2 separate regions of the Macaca mulatta genome follow, and region 2 is linked to region 1. Evidence: chromatin contacts called from public Hi-C data. All regions are on one chromosome and are shown on one strand. The core of a region is the stretch at or near the end of the contact, and the rest is flanking DNA. Distances in the headings are between cores, read along the strand shown.

Region 1 (2,700 bases), core at 76-2,575:
CTCCCTTATCTCTCATCTCAATCAACTCTGCCAGAATTAATAAACCAAATGTGGTTGCTTTTGTTAAAAACACCAATCAATCAATATTTGTTTTTAAATACTTAACAAAAAAATTCTTAAAAAGTCCTCTATCTCCCTAATACAACCAAAGAATAATTCATTAGTAAATATTTTGATGTACACTTAATGATTTGACTACCATGATTTTAAAATACAAAGATACCAATAATTAAACAATGGGAAGGATGTGCTAATGATATGACCTTGTAAGAAAGGACCCCAGCCTAGTTCTTCATTGATTAGCACCTGGGTTAGTGGCTTCCAGCTTCAAATGCACAGCTGTATCCTATGCTTTAAAAAATTCTGATTGGCTTCACTCAAGACTAGTTACATCAGAATCTCTGGGATAGGACCAGGAATCAGTATATATATATACACACACACACACACTCACATGTATATATATATACACTCCCTAAGTGATTCCAAAGTTCAGTCAAGACTGAGAACCACCGATCTGGATTTTGAGAATAATATTTGAGGTTACAGTCCTGTTTTAAATGAAAAGTTTCATTAGTTTGTGTTTGCTTTTGTGGACTTCTGCAGTTATTTTTGTTTTGCTTTCGTTTAAGAGTTGTCATTGCAAGGATGACTCCCTCACACGGGAAGCAGAAGCAAAAAGTGTTAAAAGTTTCGTTCTTTTTTCTCTGATAAGTCAGGGCATATCTAAAGACAGAGTGTAACACTGGCACATGTCAAAGACAGACTCAGAGATAGATTCACTCAGAAAAGGAGTTTACTTGCAAAAGATGCAAGGGAGTTAGACGGAAGGACTAGTTTGCCAAATACCAGTACTTCAAGAAAAACAAAAATACCCTAAAATTAGCAGGATTACCAGTTGACAGTAGTCTGTTCATGGTGGAAAAACAGTAACTTTCTCACATGGTTATACTCACAAAGGTCAGACAAATCGTTAGACATTAGCAAGGTAAATATTAGAGTTTAAACTGTTTGAAGGGAGTCCAACGAAATAGTCAAGGTTTTATTGTTTTGGAGATCAGAAAATCAGGATGATCCTGCAGTTTTTGGGTTATCCCCTATTAAGTTTAGTCATATTGGAAGGAGGCAGAAGGCTCAGATATTGCTTTTACATACCCTCAAGCCACCAAGCTGGTTCCATCCTGAGAAGGAAGTCACGAAGCTTACTTCCTGCGCGCGCTCAAGCCCAGGCTAAAGGGGGCGGGGCGAGGCCGCGGGGACTTGTGGGAAAGCGCAGGAGGCGGGGCTCTGCGTGAGTCACTGCGGGGCTGACGGGGCTGCAGTGCGGCGGGTTACGGCCTGGTTAGGTGAGCGGGCGTTGCGGTCCTCGCTGCCCGGAGCAGCGTAGGAAATCCTTGGGGTGGCCGGTGGGAGGAGAGGTAGCGGTTATGGGTAGCGGTGAGGCGGAGCGGGCTAGGGCTAGCGGTGGAGGCGCACGTTGAGGCGGCGCGTCGGTGTCCAGGGTAGCGGCGTCCCGGGGTGCGCGTTCCCGGAGGGGCTCGCCCTGGCAACACGGGCCTACGCACTCTGCTTTGCGGACGGACCCTCCACCCTGCTGCCCGGGGTATTGGGCGATTTGCAGTGCTCGGGAAGGCAGAGCCGCCCTCCCGCAAAGACGGCGGTGGGACCCGCCCCCTTGCGGCGTGGGTGTGCGGCGTTCGCCCGGACAGCGCGTGTGAAAGTGATACCCCAAGCGCTGGAAGTTTCTGATTGCTGGCTCGCACCCCTGCCCCATCGCAGGGTCCCTGGGAGAGTTTTTGGGTCTGCTCGAGCAGCAGCGGTGATGGGTGAAATGGAAAAGCATCTAGCACCCGTCAGTATCTGACTGACTTGTTGCGCTTTTATTCATTTATTTGAGTCCCCGACAAAGCGTTGTACCAGTTTTGGTTTTGAATGAGATGTACATGTATGATCCAACATGGACACTGCCTGAAAGAAGCTTAAACCTAATTTAGTTGTTGAGGCTACGGGTCAGAAGACCTATCTGCATCTGCAGCTGTCCCTTCTTAGTGAGGTATTTTTCACTGTCCTAAACAAATATTTTTCTAATTCCGTCTACCTCCCTCCCACCTTCTCTCCCCTCTCCCTCAAGCTTTGAATCTTCTTCCACCTTTTTGGAGACTTTGCCCCATCACTCATCCTTTTTCCTGTATCTTTTACTTTGTTCCTCTTCCCCCAGACTGTGCTCAAGAACAAGTCTTACATTATCAAAGGCAAATGTACTCTAATTTCATTTGCTTAACTCATTTCATTCCCCCCTCCTTTTTTTTTTTTTTTTTTGTCCAAGGCTGGAGTGCTCTGAGGCCATCACCGCCCACTGTAGCCTCCATCTTCCGATCCTCCCACCTCAGCCTCCTGAGTAGCTGGAACTATAGGCACCCGCCACCACACCTGGCTGATTTTTATATTTTTGGTAGAGACGGGGATCTCGAAGTGTTGCCCAGGCTGATCTCGAACTCTTGAGCACAAGCTATTCCCCCGCCCCCCAACCTTTGCCTCCCAAAGTGCCGGGATTACAGGCATGAGCCACAGCGGTTGGCCTTCCGCCCTTTAAAAAAAATCTCAATGAAACTCTGAATAGAGGTCAGGCGTGGTGTCTCACGCCTGTAATCCCAGCACTTTGGAAGGCTGAGATGGGCGGATCACTTGAGGTCATGAGTT
Region 2 (2,700 bases), core at 56-2,555, 120 kb before region 1:
TGGACAAATAACTCACATCAAGTTTGAATTCTGTGCAAGACACTGCAAGAAATGCACCCATGACTAAGGCAGTAGCTGGACTCATGGATATCCACTCTTGAATGCTCTTGGAAGGAAGGCAGTTGATACAAGTAGACGAGGTGGGTGAAGGTCAATGTATAAAGACCACACAGTTCAGGGAAGAATCCCTCTTGGCTATGGGAATCTGGGAAAGCCTCCTGGAGAAAGTGGTACAGTCACTTTCTTTTTCTTCCAGTCCTTCCTTCCTTCCCTCCCTTCCTCGCTCCCTCCCTCCCTCCCACTAGATAGGGAGTGGGTCTTGAGGATTGGAAAGATTTCAACAGAAGGAGAAAGGGGCTGGGGAGGACATTTATTTTGGAGGGAGCATGATGAGCGAAGGCAAGGGAGTGCGGAAGCGTGAGGACATGATGGGAAGCAGCTAGCAGCCCAGTCTGGTGGAAATAATGATAGTAATAATAGCGACTAACACTACTGAGCCCGAAGTACCAGGAGGCACTGGGCAGGGATGTGTATGGAGTCTGGTGCCATGTTGTAGTAGGGCTTGAATGCCAGGAAAGGCATTTGGGAGGATAAGTTAACAAGCGCAGAAGGGTTGGATCTGCCTGTCGACGGAGAACTGGGACAAGGAAAGGGGATGAAGCAAGAAGTCCCATGCTGAATATGCTGGTAGCAACAGATAGTGAGTCCTGAGCTGTGCCTGAGGGAACAGAATAGAATCTACGGTTTGAAGTTCACGACCAGCATGGCCAAGCCCTCCTAGGCCACTGTGGGCTCCTGCTTCCGATCAGACCTGACTCCACCTCTGGGGCTGCCTCAATTTCTCCTTCTCTGGATTCTTGGGGTTTCTTAGGATTGTGGGAGATAGGATGGGGTCAGGGGAAGCTGCTCCTTGGTTTGCAGTGGTGGCGCCTCATGCTGCAGAGAGCCCAGTGTTCCTGCGTGGTGGACCTCTCCTCTTCCTAGGAGCAGCTCCAGATTGCTGGAGGCAGACATGGTTGACCAGCTACCCCAGGAAGCACAATGGCGAGGTCCTTAACCCCGACCCCTGACCCCTGAATCTGACCTTCTCTCCAACTAAAAGAGGAGGGAGAGGCAGGGAGGGCCACTGCCTAAAGCCGGCCCTGAGCTGAGTTTATTAGCTGAGGGAGGGCTGGAGGCGGCTGCATTCCGACTCACAGACTGGAACATTTCTGTGATCCGCTGTAATGCACTGGGGGACACTGGGCACATTGCTGAAGTTTGACTCATAGGGACTGGGAGGGGGAAAGAGGGGGGTTGTGGAGGGAGAGGAATGGGAGGAAGAGAGGAAGAGGAGAGGAGGGAAGGAAATCCCTTGAGAAATTTCTTTAAAAAAAGAAAACTTTCAAAATCTGCACCACCCCCACACCCTTTTTCTTTTAATAGGAACAGGCTGGACCCTTCCGTTCCCCTCAGCAGGCATGGTGTGTGTGTGGGGGGGTGCCAGTGGGGGAGGGCTGGGCAGTGATTCAAATCAGATCCTGGAACTTTCCTGAGGCAAGTCGTGCTTATGTGTGTGTGTGTGTGTGGTGGGGGGTGTTCGTCTGGGATTCCTTGTATGGGACGTGGGACTCCACGCGTGTCCCACTGTGCCCGCGTGCTTGTGGGCTGTACCGGTATGTAATGTGTGCACGGGGGTCCACCCCGAAGCCCCAGTGTGTGCTGTGTAAATGATTCTGCCCCTTGTAAACATGGATGCGTGCTCGTGTACGCTGTGTATGCGAGGGTGCGTGCGCCCAGGTAGCTGGGTTTCCGGGAATTGTGCACTGCACGGAGCGCCTCGCGGCGGCTCGGGCTCGGGGCCGCGGTCGGCGTTCCGGGTTCAGCGCTGCCTCTCTGGCCGTGCGCCGCACCCCGCCGCGATCCGGCCGCGCGTGGTGTCTGCGGCCCGCCTGTGCGCCGCCCGGTGCAGCGTCTGCCGGCGTGGTGTGTCCCAGGGCCGCGAGCGCCTGCCCCCTCCCTCCCCTCCCCCTTGGCCCGCTCTCAGACTCAGATAAAGCATTTCCTTCCATTGTCATCCTACCCGGCCGGCCGGGCTGCCAGGGCCCTCCCCCTCTCGGCCCCCTCCCTTCCTCTCGCCGTCTCACAGTCGCTCTGCAGCCTCCGGCGACTGGGGGGATGTGAGGCCGGTGCCCCAGCCCCCCGCCCCGCCATGAGCCCCCCGCTCTGAGGGCCCCGGCCCCTGGATGCACAGCCCCGGCGCTGGTGAGTACTGGGCGGCCGCCCCCCGCCCCGCCCTGCGCGCGGCACCCAGCGCCGCCCGCCCAGGCTCGGCCTCCGGCCCCGGCTCCGGCTCCGGCTCGGGCTCCGGCCGGCCCCGCGGGCCCAGCCCGGCGTGCACCCCCCGACCGCGCCCGTCCCGCCCGGCTCCGCGGGGCTCTGGCAGGCTCCGGGTCGCGGCTGGTTCCGGGGGCCAGAGGGCTCGGGCCTCCCGCGGGGCGCCCACATCCGCCCGCCCCGGGGCAGCAACAGGCCCGAGGGAGGGAGTTGGAGGCCCCGGCCGCCGGTGCGCGGGCCCCACGTCCCATCACCCCTGTTCCCGGGGAGGACGAACCGAGGAACCGGGGAGGGAGGGACGGCAGCGGTGGCCCAGCGAGGGGGCGGTGCTCCGGGGCGGAAGGTTTGGAAGCGCGAGGGCAAAGGGCAGGACCCACTGAGTTG

What was found. Hi-C and Micro-C count contacts between places; a contact is called where the count stands out from the background.
Region 2: a Hi-C map of fetal cortical plate shows a contact between it and region 1, with 2.4 times the contacts expected there. The contact joins the promoter of HDAC7 here to the promoter of RPAP3 in region 1. A contact is called at or near these places in 4 of 14 Hi-C or Micro-C datasets (cortical neurons, fetal cortex germinal zone, fetal cortical plate and 1 more).

What each region holds. Positions count from the first base shown.
Region 1 is chr11:54,803,579-54,806,278 of T2T-MMU8v2.0, reverse strand. It overlaps RPAP3 (RNA polymerase II associated protein 3), which reads left to right and starts at 1,325. Exons shown (of 17, transcript NM_001257451.1): 1 at 1,325-1,346. It overlaps LOC144332827 (a long non-coding RNA gene), which reads right to left and starts at 1,197. Exons shown (of 3, transcript XR_013400975.1): 1 at 1,156-1,197.
Region 2 is chr11:54,919,165-54,921,864 of T2T-MMU8v2.0, reverse strand. HDAC7 (histone deacetylase 7) reads left to right here and starts at 1,305. Exons shown (of 25, transcript XM_077953943.1): 1 at 1,305-1,463. The coding sequence starts at 1,313.